Linked DNA regions of Sus scrofa: regions 2, 3 and 4 are each linked to region 1. A link is a contact called in public HiChIP or PLAC-seq data. All regions are on one chromosome and are shown on one strand. Each heading gives the region's core, a stretch centred on a gene start, on an enhancer-like site or on the middle of the called end of the contact. The rest is flanking DNA. Distances are from core to core; before and after follow the strand shown.

The links. HiChIP or PLAC-seq counts read pairs in DNA pulled down with a chosen protein or histone mark.
Region 2: an H3K27ac HiChIP or PLAC-seq map of alveolar macrophages shows a contact between it and region 1. The contact joins two enhancer-like sites. A contact is called at or near these places in 1 of 47 Hi-C or Micro-C datasets (embryonic fibroblasts) and 1 of 2 datasets of contacts at active chromatin or transcription factors (alveolar macrophages).
Region 3: an H3K27ac HiChIP or PLAC-seq map of alveolar macrophages shows a contact between it and region 1. The contact joins two enhancer-like sites. A contact is called at or near these places in 2 of 47 Hi-C or Micro-C datasets (epiblast stem cells and mesenteric adipose tissue) and 1 of 2 datasets of contacts at active chromatin or transcription factors (alveolar macrophages).
Region 4: a contact with region 1 is called in an H3K27ac HiChIP or PLAC-seq map of alveolar macrophages. The contact joins two enhancer-like sites. A contact is called at or near these places in 7 of 47 Hi-C or Micro-C datasets (embryonic fibroblasts, fibroblasts, heart right ventricle and 3 more) and 2 of 2 datasets of contacts at active chromatin or transcription factors (alveolar macrophages and skeletal muscle).

The regions. Positions count from the first base shown.
Region 1 is chr9:89,107,295-89,111,608 of Sscrofa11.1, forward strand. No RefSeq gene overlaps it. Among named protein-coding and RNA genes, the nearest start is that of MACC1, 230 kb to the right of the region's middle. Within about 2 kb of position 1,772, at least 3 of the 83 cell types and tissues checked have an H3K27ac peak or open chromatin away from gene starts, as enhancers often do. A contact at or near this core is called in alveolar macrophages and retroperitoneal adipose tissue, where this site is marked.
Region 2 is chr9:89,316,681-89,320,994 of Sscrofa11.1, forward strand. All of the region lies in intron 1 of MACC1 (metastasis-associated in colon cancer protein 1), which reads right to left. Among named protein-coding and RNA genes, the nearest start is that of MACC1, 23 kb to the right of the region's middle. Within about 2 kb of position 2,036, at least 1 of the 83 cell types and tissues checked has an H3K27ac peak or open chromatin away from gene starts, as enhancers often do. A contact at or near this core is called in alveolar macrophages, where this site is marked.
Region 3 is chr9:88,944,857-88,949,170 of Sscrofa11.1, forward strand. All of the region lies in intron 2 of LOC110255482 (a long non-coding RNA gene), which reads right to left. Among named protein-coding and RNA genes, the nearest start is that of TMEM196, 89 kb to the left of the region's middle. Within about 2 kb of position 1,960, at least 9 of the 83 cell types and tissues checked have an H3K27ac peak or open chromatin away from gene starts, as enhancers often do. A contact at or near this core is called in alveolar macrophages, where this site is marked.
Region 4 is chr9:88,972,415-88,976,728 of Sscrofa11.1, forward strand. The region is part of intron 2 of LOC110255482 (a long non-coding RNA gene); the gene reads right to left. Among named protein-coding and RNA genes, the nearest start is that of TMEM196, 120 kb to the left of the region's middle. Within about 2 kb of position 2,592, at least 22 of the 83 cell types and tissues checked have an H3K27ac peak or open chromatin away from gene starts, as enhancers often do. A contact at or near this core is called in alveolar macrophages and retroperitoneal adipose tissue, where this site is marked.

The DNA of each region.
Region 1 (4,314 bases), core at 522-3,021:
GGCTCACACTTTTCAATCTCCACCTGTCTGCTTGTTGCTACAGAGGCTTGGCATGGGAGGGGCAAATGGGTTGGAATTAAAAGTAAAGGAACCTGGAGATCCTGTCGTGGCTCAGTGGTTCACGAATCCGACTAGGAACCATGAGGTTGCGGGTTCGATTCCCGGCCTTGCTCAGCGGGTTAAGGATTCGGTGTTGCCATGAGCTGTGGTGTGGGTCGCAGACGTGGCTCGGATCCTGTGTTGCTGTAGCTCTGGCATAGGCCAGCGGCTACGGCTCCGATTCGACCCCTAGCCTGGGAACCTCCATATGCCTCGGGAGTGGCCCAAGAAATGGAAAAAAAAGACAAAAAAAAAAAAAAAAAAGTAAAGGCACCAAGATCCATGAAGTCAGTGTATTACCAAGAGGTCCTGTTCTTCAGGTTCTAAGCTTTTAAGAAATTGGTATTTGTTTGGCCTCATCCCAGGATACTCTGCACTGTGGTTCTCAGGGGGCTATTGATTGACATGTGGCCTGTTTACCAATTTCCAGTAATGCCACAATAAGTAGGAGACCTTCTAAACAATAATTTGCCATAGCTTGCAGAAAATAAATTCATTTATATTCATCATGAGATATAATTAGTCTGTGGTATGCCCTGTGAATTGATACTATTTTCAAAGCTCCCCATATGGTTCTCATATGAAGCCATGGTTGAGAACGACTGCATAAATGAAAAAAGGACCTATATTATTTGATCTTTTACAACTACTGTTTATAGCAGTGTTTTACCAAAGTGAGGTTTGAGAGCTGCATAAATAAAAAAAAACCAAGGTGAGGTATTTAAAATGAAAATCTCTCAGACACATAAATCTGATAGATTCTTGGATAGAAAGCTTAAAATGGACATTTTTACCAAACTATTATGATGACTCTTTTGCATACTGAAATTTTGGAGACCCACAATAAAGTATACAGTTGAATTCCATGTGAGGACAGAGATCAAGAACATAGGAGATACCTTTTAGTTACAAATGAAAATCTCCTACTCTGATTTAAATTTTCCTCAAGGCCAATTGGTCCAGATCACCTTCTAATACTTCACTGACAAGGTACAGAGAAGTGAGGTATTGCCACTAAATTGTTAACCTGGAAGCTCAGTTTAAGGTGAGTGTTTTATTTCTTCAGTACATTTGAAACTGTGGACTCTCTCCCTTGTTCCTCACTCACTAATTTGTATTTTGGGAAGGAAGGGAGAGAATGGAAGACTCAAGGGAAGAGAAGAAAGCAGTGTGCTGCAGAGTGCTTTCAGACCCGGTTTTGCCTGCTGACTGCTCACTCATGCATCAGACAGCATAAGCTACATTACATATACGTAACAGGCTAACCGTAAAATCTCAGGCGCTTCACAAAATCAATTGGCATTTCTGGCACCTAGTATATAGCCAACATGGCTGGGAGGTTGCTTATTCTCTACATACTAATCCGGGATCCAGAAATGACAGAGGCTCCACCATCTTTCCAGATAACCATACCAACATAAGTTTTCAGCATTTGCTAGTGAGGGAAAAATGGTGTGGGCAATTTACATCTGATCTGCCTGCCTCTATCTTGAAGTTATGTTTGTTATTTTCTCTCAAAGTCCACCAAGAGGAAATTAACCACCAATTGTGTGGGAAGTTGGATGTTTTTTTCAATGGATGCAGGAAGAATCGGACATGATGTACTCTAGTAATCTCTCCCACACAAATATGATCACACTATGTGCTAAAAATTAGGTCAGAAAATAGGAACTAGCTGACAGATAAAAGTTATTTTCCTGCTTTCATGAAGCTCATGAGACAATGAGGAAGAAGTATAGATGTTTCACTTACGTAATAACAAAAGCCAGAGCTGTCAGTACGAGTCACATGAAATATAAATTTTACCCAGCCTCAAGCTTTACAAATTACTAGAGAGAAACATCAGCCAAATGTGCTACAGCAATATCTGGCAGACCTAAACCCATCAGATGCAGCCTTGTTTTCTGCACTATGTTTTGGTTCTGGAGTGAAGGGTGTTTATTTCGCATGGCTCTAATTAGCAAAGGGAAGCTTCTTAGTGTTTGTAGTCACAGTTTATACATCTCATCATCTCGAAGTCCACTTCTAGCCATGTGATTAACTTTCATTCATCAGCACAGCTGCAGTTCATAAATCCATAAATTACAGATACATTTACAAGTAGGCAAAAAAGATCAGGTATACTTCGTTAAAAGCATTCCTAAATCAGTAATCAGGGGCTAGTAAATTTCATCAGTTAATACTTTCAAGAAGGCATGCTTGGAGTTAAAAAGAAAAACTATCTCCAGCATTTCCAAAGTAGAAAGGATGTGTTACAAACCCACTGTTAACTTTTCCCTTTCAGCATCTGATCAAACAGCTAATCAAATAAAAGCTACCACAGTGATGAACGCCCCAAGGGAAAGGCATTAAGGCCTAAAGGAGGAAATGATATGACAGGAAAGTCAGAGGTTTATATGAAAAATGGTGTTCGAACTGAGAATTGAAGGGAGAGAGAGGGTTAACTAGGTGACAGAGGGAGAGAGCGGATTCACCAGGCGGAGGTAATAGCATGTGGGTTGGGAAGGAGCAGGCTTGTTTTGAGTAACTGAAAAGAGGTCAGTGAGACTGGACTATTTGGAACAAAAGAGAAAACAGGGGTAAATGATTCCAGAGAGATCTGAAGGGGCCAAATCCTGGGCAGGGCAAAAGAGATAGGGGATCTTTATCTCAAAAACAAAGAGAATCATTGCAGCAGTTTTAATGGGGGTGCACAGAGAATGATGGGAACATTAGAGGAGAGGAGAGGGTGGAAATAAGGGGGTGGGTTAGGTAACTACTGCTGATGTCTAAGCAGAGAGGTGATGGCATAAATTATGATTGGGTCCTGTAAATAAAGCAGTTTGATTCAAGAGATGGTTTGGAGGAAATTAGGAATAACCTGAATTGATGATTGACTGAGTATGGTGATTCATTCAACATTAACTGGAGCAGTAAGATGCACTTGTTTTATCTAATCAGATGGTTCCTTTAATAATCAATCACAGGAGTTCCTCTTGTGGCACAGTGGTTAACGAATCTGACTAGGAAACATGAGGTTGCAGGTTCAATCACTGGCCTTGCTCAGTGGGTTAAGGATCTGGTGTTGCTGTGTGCTGTGGTGTAGGTCGCAGACGTGGCTCGGATCCCCCGTTGCTGTGGCTCTGGCGTAGGCCGGTAGCTACAGCTCTGATTAGACCCCTAGCCTGGGAACCTCCATATGCCGTGGGAACAGCCCTAGAAAAGACAAAAAAAAAAAAAAAAAAAAAAAAAAAAGAAAAAAGAAAATGAAGAATTAAAAAATAATAATAATAATCAATCACAAAGAAAACTAATAGCCAAGGGAATAAGAAAGAGCAGGAAGGTTTTCCCATGCACTAGTCAGAGCTTTGCCATTCTTTAGTTCTAATTTCTTAGCTGCCATCTAACATCTGTGTGATTTGAGGCAAGTTGCTTATTTAATATTCACTTATTAATTCACCTTTAGAATTAATAATAGCTGCCCTGTCCACATTAAATAGTGTATGAGGTATTTTTTAAATTATAAAGCAAGTTTATATTTACATGTATTGAAATTATATCACATATAATTATAATATTATATTATTGCTATTAAATAAACTTATTAAATCTCAGTACGCTAAGCCAAGGCCCTGAAGAAGCTGAGGAAAAGCCTCCAATATAAACACAGAAGGGTAAATTTACAGTGGGAAATCTACATAAGGACAAGTAAGGTGAAGTCAAAACCGACTGTTTATGTTTTGAAAGGTTTTACTGGAAGTGCATGTGCAGAAAAATTTTCAAGCAAATAACAATAATCTTGGAATTGACTTGCCAAGAATAAAATCTTAGTGGAGGGGACTTCCAAGTTTTTGTTTCTCAATTACAGTTTTTCTTTCTTTTTCTTTCTTTTTTTTTTAAGGTGTAAGATCTGGGATAGCATTCAATTTCCTGTAAATTGTGCAGAGCAAGTGTGTGGTGACCTTTTTTCTCCCTCAGATTTTGATCTACTAGATATTCCCAGGGAGTCTGCAGTAATAAAGACATCTACAGCTGACCCTGAGAGCCGAGGAAGACGTTAGAGAAAGAAAGGTGTGTCATGGATACGTGATACAGGTCTTTAAGAAAGGGTTGGGGAAGATAACTTAAGCATTCTCATCCTCTCATTTCTAAGATGCATTATTTTTCAGTTTTTAATAGTTCTGAAATTGGGATGCAGTTTATGACTATTTAGTTCAGTGTTTATTCCACACATAC
Region 2 (4,314 bases), core at 786-3,285, 210 kb after region 1:
ATTACTTGAAATTAAATTTTAATATAGATTATATTTATAAGGTACCTAAAAGTCACATTCATCCACTGATAGAATTTTCAGTCTTTTAAATCCATGAGAAAATATTCATTCCCTAGTTTATCTACTGGCTTCGTAACATTCAAACCTTGGACAATCATTTTCATTCATCGTAGTTAAGATGACTACCCTTTCTGTTTTCTTCAGTTTACTGCTTTTACATTTAACAGTTCTAAAAAAGGACCATGATTTAGAAACTAAATCAAATTTATTCTATTTTAAAATTCTATTATAATAAAAATTTTAATACAGAGGAATTTTCTAAATCTTCTTTTCCTTACTATTGATATAATTTTACAGCCAACATATACAGTCATGTAAGCTGAACACTGCACAATTCTAGGGGGTCACTCTTGACCTATGTATGGGGCCCTGTATTCAGTTGGATTCATTTTGTAATTCTCCCTGAAACTATGCCATACACATTTTCTACTTCAATAATGTTGAATAATATTTTGTTTTTATTCTCTAAAAATCCTGAAGTGTAACATTTTAGAGTTAAGAGGAAATTTAGAGATCATCTAGTTCTCTTTCATGTTACACAGAAGGAAGATTCTTCTAGAGAAATGATGTATCCTGACCATGATTTTATCACCATATCCACTATCAGAGTCAGGGTGAGGGCCAACTCTCTGATTCCTAGCTTCAGGAATATCAGTTTGAAGATACTGGTGACAGAGAAAATAATTCTACCACTTAAATCCCATAGGTTCAACTTGGGTTTTCATCATGCATTTACTCCTAGACTAGAAAACTGAAATAATTTCTGGGTAATCTTTTTTTGTGCAGTTTGCCATGTAATCCAGCAACATACTAAATGTTTGAGAAGAGTTGTCACCAGCTTCACTGACTAAACATAGTGAAAAATATTTAGGAAAGAAACTGTTCTGCACTACTGTTAATGGAATATTAACATTAAGCAATTGAAATAGTTTTTTTTTAAATTAAAGCATTTACTTTCCCAACAATATACTGGGGAGCTACCAGTTTACTTTTATTTTCTTTGCAGAGCTTTTCTCAGTTAATATCAACTCACACTTTTCCTTCTCTTCTTATTACTCAAAAATAATGTATTGTTGGAGTTCCTGTTGTGGCTCAGTGGTTAACGAACCCGACTAGTATCCATGAGGATGCAGGTTTGATCCCTGGTCCTGCTCAGTGGGTTGAGGGTCCAGTGTTGTCATGGGCTGTGGTATAGGCCGCAGACACAGCTCAGATGCCGCGTTGGTGTGGGCTGTGGTAGAGGCTGGCAGCTGTAGCTGATTTGACCCCTAGCCTGGGAACCTCCATATGCTGAGGGTGCAGGCCTAAAAAGACAAAAGACAAATAATAATAATAATAATGATAATGATAACGTGTTGTTTTTGCTATAGTATTTTGTTTCTATTCTCTTATTTCATCTAGAAAGCTTGTCAACTCCATATGTACTGAGTTTGTCTTTTATTTGTTTTCTCTCCTCCATGGTCCTGGGTGTGCACACAATTGACGCTAAATGTGTGTTACTAAAGTGGACAAGAATTGAACTAGAGATATTTCATCACTGAAGTCCGGATTAAATGGAAGCACATATCTATATTTAGTCTACTTGCCAAAACATTGTCAAAAGTGTAATGAATCTAAATGCTAACAGAACTAACCATTAATGGAAAAACTTTTAAATGAAAATTACTGTAAAGCAGTATGCAATAGTGATGCTTAAAACAATTTTTCCTTCAAGTAGACTAATGATGAAAACAAAAAGCAGAGAGGAAAAACTACTGCATATCATCACAAAATCATAATGCTTTATTTAAAAGTATTTCATCTTTCCCCCTTTTTTCTAGGACTGAAAGAGATATATGATGAATTCTGTCGGCTCTTCATTTGAGAGAGCAACAAAAAAAGAGAGAAAACATATTAGTGTTTCAAGAAGCCATAGCTTCTGGCAGATGTTGCAAGAATGAATGAGCTCATTGACCTTTTTCCTTTTTTTTTGGAGACCTGTGTCAACTTTGAGTGGAGTTTCCAATTGCACAATGAGCATCTGGACAGTTTGACATCTTTATTACATTCTCTGATTTCTTAAAACGCTACCATTTTGCTTGAAGATGATTTCTTTCAAGATTAAAACAATTATTTAACTGTCAAGACTAATTAATTTCATGACTCAATACCAATATGATTATCTTCCCAGATCTGGTTTCTTAAAAAATATTCATAATCAAAATACCCATATTTAATCAAAATTAAGATTTGATTGATTGTTCGATGATATACTCATTCAAATCCATTTCTTTCCAGGCCTAATTTTTTTTCTTGAATTTGCTTTGTACTGAATTTTTGTGGTTTAATAACCCGCTTAACATGACCACTTTCAAACAAGATTATAAATTCTCATAAAAGAATTCATAATCATAGCTCTTGGCCGCCACCTAAAGGTTTCTTTCTTGTTTTATTTTTCATACGACCTACTGTGCATTCCTTTTATAATAAAACTGTTGCCTGCATCATCAAATGTTTTCACCCTAAGTGTAGGGTAAAGAGACTTATTTCACAACATTTTTTTTCATTTTCATATACTTCAATCAGCAGCGTATATAATTATATTCACTTCTCAGTTTATTTGGTGGTCAAAAGCAATTTAAACTAGGTTCTCTGAGTGGTTTGAAATTTTCCATTCATTCGAGAAATAGTGTGTCCTTGTTATGTGTCGCCCTCACTTTTAGGCCCATCTTAGAAATAAGAAAAAAATGATGGCATTCCTGTTGTGGCTTAATGGGTTAAGAACAAAACATAGTATCTGTGAGATGTGGGTTTGATCCCTGGCCTCACTCAGTGGGTTAAGGATCCAGCATTGACAAAAGCTGAGGCTAGGGTCGCAGATGCAGCTCGGATCCAGCATTCTCACGGCTGTGGCATAGGCTGGCAGCTGGAGCTCCGATTCACTCCCTAGCCTGGAACTTCCATATACCACAAGTGAGGTCCTAAAAGGGGAAGAAAAAAAAAAAAAAAAAAAAAAAAAGCTTAAGTCATGGTTTCTGGCATCAAGAAAAATGTACCAGTTACTGATGTTGTAAGAAACTGGTTTATCTTTTGTCGTAAACTGTATTAGAATTATCATTAATTGGATGCCACAGTAAAAGAGATACGATTCTCATTTCCAACTTTCTAAGGTAAATGTAATTATTCTCTTGCTTATTGACCCACCGCTGAATGTAACAAATATGCTAAACTCTCTGAATTCCAAAGAAAACATAAATAACAGGTATAATCTTCTGATTATGTTTGAGGATAAATAAGCTATCAGAATTAATAATTCCCTATTCCACATCCTATTCTCACTCCCTCTATTCTCTTCCTAAGAAACACCTGATTGAATCAAGCCAAGTATCTCCAACTCCCTACTCAGATTCTGACAAAGTCATGTTTGGAGATTGAAATAAATGTAGTATGATTCATAGTGAATACCTAGTTATGAACTCTGCAGACCTCTCATTTCAAAATTCATATGGACAGAGCATCTATGATTTACTCAAATTATTCCTAAACTCACAGGCATGTTTTATTAGCATATATGCTCACCATTGTGGACTCTGTGTACTTATCAGTTGACAAATTTATAGACTACTCTTCATTAATTAAAAAAAATTTATTAGGCACCTACTATGTGCCAGACATTATTAGTCACTGTCAGTGTTCAATAAAACAGACTGGTCTTTGCCTTCATGGGCCTTGTGAGGGAAACAGAAAATAAATAAACAAAAAACATTATGATACAAACTATAAAGAAACAACACACTGTACTGTGACAGAGAATAATGTAGAGGGAAAACAGACTTACATTAGGGTAATCAAGAAAGGCATTTAAGAAGAGGCACTATTCAAACTGAGACTTGAAGTAAAAGGAGCAACTCTGCCAAGAACATAGAGAAAGAGGCAGAGGATATTATTTATGTAGAGGTCAAAACACTGAGAGAGGCCCAAGGAAGGGCTACAGAGCAGATTAAGCAAAGGGGAGTTTTGTGAAATGGGGTTGGAGAAGGAAGAAGGAACCTGATCATGCAGGGCCTTGAAAGCCAGGGTAAGAACAACAGGTTTTATGTGAAATAGAATGGAAAGCCACAGTAACAGAGAAGGAAGTAACTTGATCTGATGGCTGCAGGGAGAAGGGGTTTGAGGCAGCCAAGAGAAGAAGGAGAAAGTTAATAGCCCATTACAGAAATACAGATGGGAGAGATGATTTTTGCCATGGACAAGGGTGGTGACAAGTGGAGGTAA
Region 3 (4,314 bases), core at 710-3,209, 160 kb before region 1:
CTCCATGTTTATAAGGGAGATTGTACTGCTCAAGGTGGGTCATTCATGTACATAGGGCCAAATAGCCAATTCTTTCTCTCTTCTTTTCTTTCTTTTTTTTCTCCTTTCTTTTCTCCTTCCTTCCTTCCTTCTTTCTTTCTTTCTTTCTTGGTTCAGGGTAGGGGTTTCATCCGAGCTGGCCTACACCACAGCCACAGCAGCACAGGATCCAAGCCGCGTCTGAGACCCACACCACAGTTCACGGCAACGCTGGATCCTTAACCCAGTGAGCAAGGCTAGGGATCAAACCTGCATTCTCATGAATAGTAGCTGGGTTCTTAACCGGGTGAGCCACAATGGGAACTCTCCAATAGCCAGTGTTTTTTTAAAAAAAAGATTTCCTATTTTCTTTTTTAAAAAATGTTATTGAAACATAGTTGATTGATGTTGCATTAATTTCAGGTGTACAGAAAAGTGATTCGGTTATACATACATACATATATATATATTTTTTTACATTCTTTTCTATTTAGGTTATTACAAGATACTGAGTATAGTTTCCTGTGCTAAAGCTGCCAGAAAAATAATTAGTGGGCATAAGCAAAAAAGAAGAATCCAGGTATGAAACATATATTAAACTATCTTTCCAGTTTCTTTATGTTTTTTTGAGAGCATCAGCTTTCTTCCCAGTAGCTAAACCCCATTTCATTGAGTAATTCCTCTGACTACTATGATCACTTTTATTGAACTCATAAAGTACCTGTATACACACTGAATGAACTGGGAGATACAGGTGGGGCTGGCTAAAGGTCTCATTAAGCTATACATTATGAATGTGCTCCTAGAGAGATATCAGTTTATATTCACTGATAGTCTGTTACATTAGTAGAATCTAGGATTGGGAGATTTAGTTAATAAAAATTCAGGATATTCAGTTATACCTGAATTTAGATTAATAGGAATAATGTTTCAGAATAGGTGTGTTCTACATACTGCATGGAACATATTTATACCAAAACAATTCCTGTTATTTGTCTGAAATTCAAAGTTAACTAAATTATATTTATATTTTATCTGGCAACACTAGCAGTGGCCCCTAATGAAACACATCTTAAATCCATGCACTTGTATAGCCTCCGTCCCTTGCATTTGGTTTGGGGCTGTGGCTTGCTAAAACTAGAAGACTATGGTAGAAGTGATTATTGCCAGTTTCTGGCTTAAGCCTTGAAGAGACCCGGTAGCTTCTGCTTTTGTGGTTTGTGGCTGCTGAGCCATCATGTAAGAATTCTACCTACTGTGACAAGATTACATGGAAGTTGGCTCAGCTGACATCGAGAACTGAGGCCCTAGACATAATACTCCAGTTGAAATGTCCCAGTCAGCCCTAAAGTATTTGAACCATCCTAGGGAGACACCAGATATACGAGCTAAGAAGCCATTTGGGGTGTTAGTGCCTCAGCAGACATTGTGTGGAGCAAAGACTTACCATGCCTGCAGTGTCCTGTCTGATTCCTGACCCATAGTCATGAGAAACAATAAAAATATTGCTGTTTTAAGTTCTAAGCTTTGGATTAGTAGTTACATAATAATAGATGACCAACACAAGCCAGCCACAGCCCTGACCCTACTAGCAGCCACTCCAGTTCCACTAAGGAAGGTGTCTGACTTCTCCAGGCTTTTTGAAATAGGAGAATATTTGCCTACTTCATAGGCAAATCAAGAGAGTTAATAATTCCCTACACAAGCATAGCAAGAGTGTTAATAAATTCCCTTGTCTAATGTGTTTGAGAATATAGAAAGCTATGCTAATGGTAAATAAGTATATAAGGTTTTGTAAATCCAAGGTAAATTTTTTTTTCTTTTTATCATTGTAGCCATGGCATACTGAAATTCCCAGGTCAGTGATTAAATCCCAGCCACAGCTGTGACCTGAGCCACAGCTGCAGCAATGCTGGATGCTTTAACACACTGCACTGGAGTGGGATTGAACTTGCACCTCCTCAGTGACTAGAGCGGCTGCAGTCAGATTCTTAACCTACTGCACTATGGTTGGAACTTCAAACGTAAATACTTAAAAGGAAAAAACTCAGTGTTAAAGGAGTAAGTTTGATCATCCTGGGGGCGGGGGAATACTCAAGGATTTTCTTTTCTTTCTTTTTTGTTTTAAGCTTATTCCTATTGCTTTCTTATTTTTGATTAGCTTCCCAGAGCTTAAATTTGAATGGGACTCCACAGTTGATTTTATAATTTCAATTTTGCTGCAAATAATTTGTAAGAGAAGAGTTTTTGTCCCAAACACAAGAGTGAAAACTACTGAAGCAACAAGTCACAGGGCACTTTTTCACATCAGGAAGAGAGAAATAATTCGCCATAGATGTTACTTCTATAACAAAGCTGTATACTGAAATCTTGATGAAAAGCTGTACAGATTAGCCTGAAAATTGATTTTTTAAAATTAAAACTACACTTAAGCTAGATAAACACAAAGTTATCCATGATAAGGGTGGTATTTAGCTGCAACTACTGTAAGAAAATTCCTGAAATGCACACAGGGAGTAGTATGGCAGTTCTGCAAATGGTTACTCCTTCTACCTGGCTTCTCACACAGTTCACATGTGTTACTCTATGACTGATAAAACCTGTTTGAGCTCAAGTCATCACATCCACATTTGAGCCAGGAGGAAAAAGAAGAAACAGAGAAGGGTAAGCCCTCTCCTTTTAAGGAAACTTCCTAGAATTTTCATGAGAAATTTTTGCTTGATTTCTTTTGGCCAGAACATAGGGGGTGTGTGTGTGTGTGTGTGTGTGTGTGCACGCGCGCATGTCTATGTATGTCTGTGTGTGTGTGTGTGTGTGTGTGTGTGTGTGCACGTGCGCTTGTTTTTAGGGCCACAGTTGCAGCATATGGAGGTTCCTAGGCTAGGGGTCTAATCAGAGCTATGGCAGCCGGCCTACGCCATAGCCACAGTAACGCCAGATCCAAGCCACATCTGCAAACTACACCACAGTTCACAGCAACGCTGGATCTGTAATTCACTTAAGGAGGCCAGGGATTGAACCCGCAACCTTATGGTTCCTAGTTGGATTAGTTTCTGCTGCGCCATGACGGGGAACTCCTCTTTTGGCCAGAACTTAATTACATGGTCATATGGTTGAGAAAAATAGTCTCTGTTCTGAATGGCCAGATTCCTCTTTTAAATGGAGGTGCCTATTTCTAAGGAAGACTAAGGATGACTACTTCTATTCTTTATTTTTTTTAATGTTCTTTTTTTTAAAATTGATGTATAGTTGATGTACAAATAGTGATTTGCAATTTTACAAGGTTACTCTCATTTATAGTTATGAAATATTGGCTATACTCCCTGTGTTGTACAATATATCTTTGTAGCTTATTTTATACAGTATAGTTTTTAACTCTTAATCCCCCAGCCCTACAATGCTGTTCTCCTCCTCTCTCCCCACTGGTAACCACTAGTTTGTTCTTTCTTCTTTGCTATATTCCCTAATTTGTTTTACTTTTCAGATTCCACATATAAATGGTATCACTCACCATTTGTCTTTTTCTGTATGACTGATTTCACTTAGCATAATACCTTCCAAGTCCATCCATATTGCTGCAAATGGAAAATTTTCATTCTTTTTTATGTCTGAGTAGTATTCCTTCACATATCTATGTATCTATATACCCGTATCTATCTATCTATATATCTATAACATCTTCCTTATCCATTCATATATTGATGGACACTTAATATATTGATGGATACTTATGTTTCTTCCATATCTTGGACATAATAATGCTGTTATGAACATAGTGTACATGTATCTTTTTGAATCAGTGTTTTTATTTTTGTTTTGGAAATATGTCCAGAATTAGAACTGCTAAATCATATGGTTCTTCCATTTTTAGTTTTTGGAGAAACCTCCATATTGTTTTACACAGTGGCTGCACTAATTTACACTCCCTCTGACAGTGTATGAAGTTCCCTTTTCTCCATAACCTTGCCAACATTTGTTATTTGTGTTCTTTTTGATGATAGCCATTCTGACAGATGTGAGATTATATCTCACTGAGGTTTTAATTTGCATTTCTGTGATGAATCAGTGTTGACCATATTTACATGTGCCTTTTGGCCATCTGCATTTCTTCTTTGGAAAAATGTCTATTAAGTTCTGCTTGTTTCTTAATCGGGTTGTTTATTTTTTGATATTGAGCTGTATGAGCTATTTGTATATGTTAGATACTTACCCCTTATCAGTCATATCATTTACAAGTATTTTCTCCCATTTATTAGGTTGTCTTTTTGTTTTGTTAATGGTTTTGTTTACTATGAA
Region 4 (4,314 bases), core at 1,342-3,841, 130 kb before region 1:
TATCTGATTTGGGGAATTCGTAACTGTTTTGGCTAGGGTCTGGGTAAAAAGAATCCAAGGTCTGCAAATAATTCACTTCATCATGGGGTTATTCAGTGATATTTATTTCCTAAGCCAACATGAGACAGATGCAAGCATCAGCTACAATTTTAAATAGCAGCTCTTTAATTCTGTACTTCTATCACTTTCAAAAGTTAATGAAGGTCTTTGGTTAACGAAAATTGAAATGATGGCACTTGAAACATACTATCAGTTAAATGTCTATTTGACATCTCTCTTTCCACAGTCAGATATTGTATTAAAACCAAAGAGCCATTAACTTATTTCTCTCCTTTTATTAGTTGGTAAACATCTCAAAAGACTATACTTCATTTTGCAGTCCAGCATAATATGGCTTTTACCTCTTTATCTCTTCTAAATAGATTTTTATTATAGTCATTAATAACTAAATCTAATTTCCCATCCTATTTTCTTTTATCATCCAGTGGCATGAAATTATCTCTCATTTACTTCTGTGACCTGAATTATAATTTCTAATTCAATAGCTCCCATTACTCTATATCCAGGCCAGATTTTTCCCCCTAAGTTTCTACCTTATATTCCAAATGCCTGTTGGATGTCTCCATTTAGATGTCCTATAGAAATTTAAGTAAGTCCCCAAAGTCCAAAACTAAGTACATTCTACAATTTAGCTCATTTATGGGTAAAATTTGGATACTAAAAGGTCTTAATTCATACAAAGTATTATGAGAATTAAATAACTTAGCATAGTGGCCTAGCACAAAGCAGTTAGTACTATTAACTATTACCGTAATTATTGATGTCAGTACTATTATTCTTAGTTGCTTATTTGTTTCTAAACCATACTTCATCTCTCAAATATCTCATTTTTCTCATATAGTTCAGTTCAGTCTCCTCACTCTCAATCCTTCAGACTAAGCAGTGTTCAACCAAGTCAAATCCTTAGCCTTATTAGTTATATATTCTAAGCCAATATGATACAGTCAATCTTAAAACAGCATCCCTGATGAAGCATTCCCTCCCAAGACACTAATAGCTGGTGGATTATCCTAAGAAGAGTGCTTTCATACAATTAGTTTATGACTTCAAATTCATAAAAAGATGCAAAATCTATGAAAAATTTGCAATCTCTTTGAAAAATTAGGCTCATCACATTCTATTTGAAAGTTCATCATTTTTTTTTAACTCTCTGGGTCGCCTTATGATTTCCTTAACGTCTTCTTACTTATTTCATTTTTTTCTTACTGTATAAATAAAATGTAATTTTATTAAATCCTGGAAAAATAGGTCACTATGATGGAAAATAGGTTAAAATTGTTTTTAGGGTACTCACAAATAAGCAGGTAAATTTAAGCAGATATTACCAGCAAATGTGCAAAATGACTAAGAAAGAGGACATAACAAGGAAAGTCAACACTTTCTAGGATCCCTAGTGGTGTACTCATCCTGAAATGCCTTGTAAACAAGGTATCTGTTTTGACCATGAGGAATAGAGTATTATTTATATTTATACACTGTTTTCATCCCTTAAAAATATAAGTTCTAATTTTAATGAAACCCTCAAGGTATTCCCTTTTCCAAACAAGAAAATTAACAGTCCAGCATATGGCTTCTTTCTTGTATTGTGCTATTCCATTATCAGTTTTACAAGAGTTCTCCTCAGATAATCCTCAAATCTCCATCATTTGGAGTTGTTGCTTTAAGATATTTAAGTAATTGCTTATGACTGGGTAACACTGTCTAATTCCATGGGATTCACTAGTACTCAGGTAACCATGCAGGGGTCTAAAGCAACCCAGGAACAGAGATACTATGAAATGTGTTTTCAAAGATCGGAGGCCATAGCCTAATGTTATCTCCAGAGAAGGGGTCCAGAGGGAGAGCTTAGTAATTTAAAACAACTGACACCCCATAGTTATCCTTAGAACAGTATATCCTTTTGGACAAATGCCAGAATGTTCTCTGACATGCTTTATATAAAGCCCCCAAACTCCTAGTTCCTAATAAGGTCTGTTCACTAGTTATCATAGATAGATCATTTTCCCCAAACAGTGCTGTTTCCTGCAGATTACTTAAGCATATGCTGATTTATGGCTCTGCTACAAGCAAAATAAAATTCCTTATTTCTTGAATTCAAAACTCCAAAAAGATTATTTTTAAAAAAACAGTATGTTCACATTATGCACTTGTCTAGTCATAAATACATAGTTACACAGTTTCCTAAGCCATTGGCAAAGTTTGTGGCTCTGTACTTACAATAAATTGTGGAATATGCAAATGGACAAAAAGATATATGGGAACGTTCTTCAGGAGAAAAAAAAAAGAGTTGAATGTGATGGTTTGTACATTCTCTTAGGTAAATCATTGAGACTGGTTAATTGTCTTTCTTTTTAAAATCTCCCAAGCATGAAGATAATTTTGAAATTCTGGCCAAATCAGCTATTGCTGGAATTCATAGAACAGATTTGGAGTTACCAATTTAAACTTCATAGTTGACTGAGAATCCAGCTGTGTTGGCTCAGCCAGAGAGTGTAATGGAAGGTTAGACATGTGACATAATCTGACACCACGCAAGAAGGAGTGGAGGGAGGAGAGCCTTCAACAGAGAATAGCTCTTCCACAGACACTGATCAGCAGAGAGGGGGTGATTTTTTTCTCATTGGAAACAGGCTATTGACATGAAAGAAAAAAATTTTGTGTCAATTGTAGAAATAATTGCCTTGCTCTTCAGTTCGCATGGTTTGGGGCAGCCAGCAGCGGACCATAAACCCCATGTCCCAGAGGTGTGAAAAGCTCTCTGCTTTGCACAATGAGCCAAATGGTCAATTAAAGTGAATGTGAGAAGGAGTGATGCCAAATACAAAGGCATTTTCTGTGGTGGCTATTTTTAACTATGTGCAATATCTTTTGACCTATTTCCCCTTGCTTGGCTATCTTCAATGTTCACATTCCTAAGGATGACTCGTCTGAGTACTATGCAGATAGTTTCTTCATTACCAAGTTGGGTAAAAGAAGGTGGGGTAACAACCCTGAAATAAAGGCTTAGCCTTTTGGCAAGCTCACATAGGGCTTGAGGAGTTTACTTGTCTTGCTTTGCTAGTCATGTCTCTTCAGTTTCTTGCCTGGAGATGTCTAGTTCTACTTCTGATGTGCAGTGGTTCTAGGAAGCACTTCTCAACATCATTCATGGGGAAAGAGACCTTTAAATAGAAGTCACCTTCTCCTCTTCCATTTTTTTAAAAATAAAATCACAAATATATTCTAGGAATACTTGATATTCTGGATTCTGCATTCCCCAAATGCCGAAAGGAATCCTGATTCTGAGTGGGCACATATATAAATACACACATCGCCAAACACACATTGTGTACAAGGGTCTAGTGGAGCTGCTTTAAAGGTGAGGATGTAGAATTCCCTCAAGAGGCAAATCTATTATGTCTGTTTAGGTAGTTACCTTGGAACCACATCTTGGAATATGCCCGATGATGTCTCTACTACATCCCCCACTTTATACCCCATGACCAGGAGGGGAAATAGGAGTGTTCCTCCTTGTTTAGGGGCTGAAGGAATGGAGAAGTCAGGAGAGAGGGTTTGCAGTCATGTAAAATCCATCACCATGTATGGAGCTCATACTTCTTTGCGAGAGCTATGTTGACAACCAAAATATTTTTTCCCTGAGGTATCCCACTAACCCCATTTCACCTTGGTACTTGGGTTGATAAGTTAAATGTTGCCAGATTAGTTTGGTGCTGCCAAGGCAATAAAAGAAAGCATCACAATTCCCATTCTATAAAATTCTGGCACATTGTCACATTGTGAGAAAAGATGGGAGCAAGCTCAGGTTCACTTTACCTGATAGAGAATATGTTTGAGAGCTACCAGCCTTCATCTATCTTTGACTTGCTATAAGCCTCATGGAATAAGGAACATTGCTACCATTGCACTCAGTTATATTTGCAGAAAAATGTTTTCTATCTTTCCAAAGCACTTTAATATTTGTTATCTTATTTAGACTCAGCAGACTTTGGAGGTAGTTAGACTAGAAATCAATACTTCATTTTGAAGATAAGTAAACTGAGTCCTTAGAATTTATTTAACTAATATAAAGTGATTTAAGAAGCTGAAACTACGGAGTTCCCGTCGTGGCGCAGTGGTTAACGAATCCGACTAGGAACCATGAGGTTGTGGGTTCGGTCCCTGCCCTTGCTCAGTGGTTAACGATCCGGCGTTGCCGCGACCTGTGGTGTAGGTTGCAGACGCGGCTCGGATCACGTGTTGCTGTGGCTCTGGCGT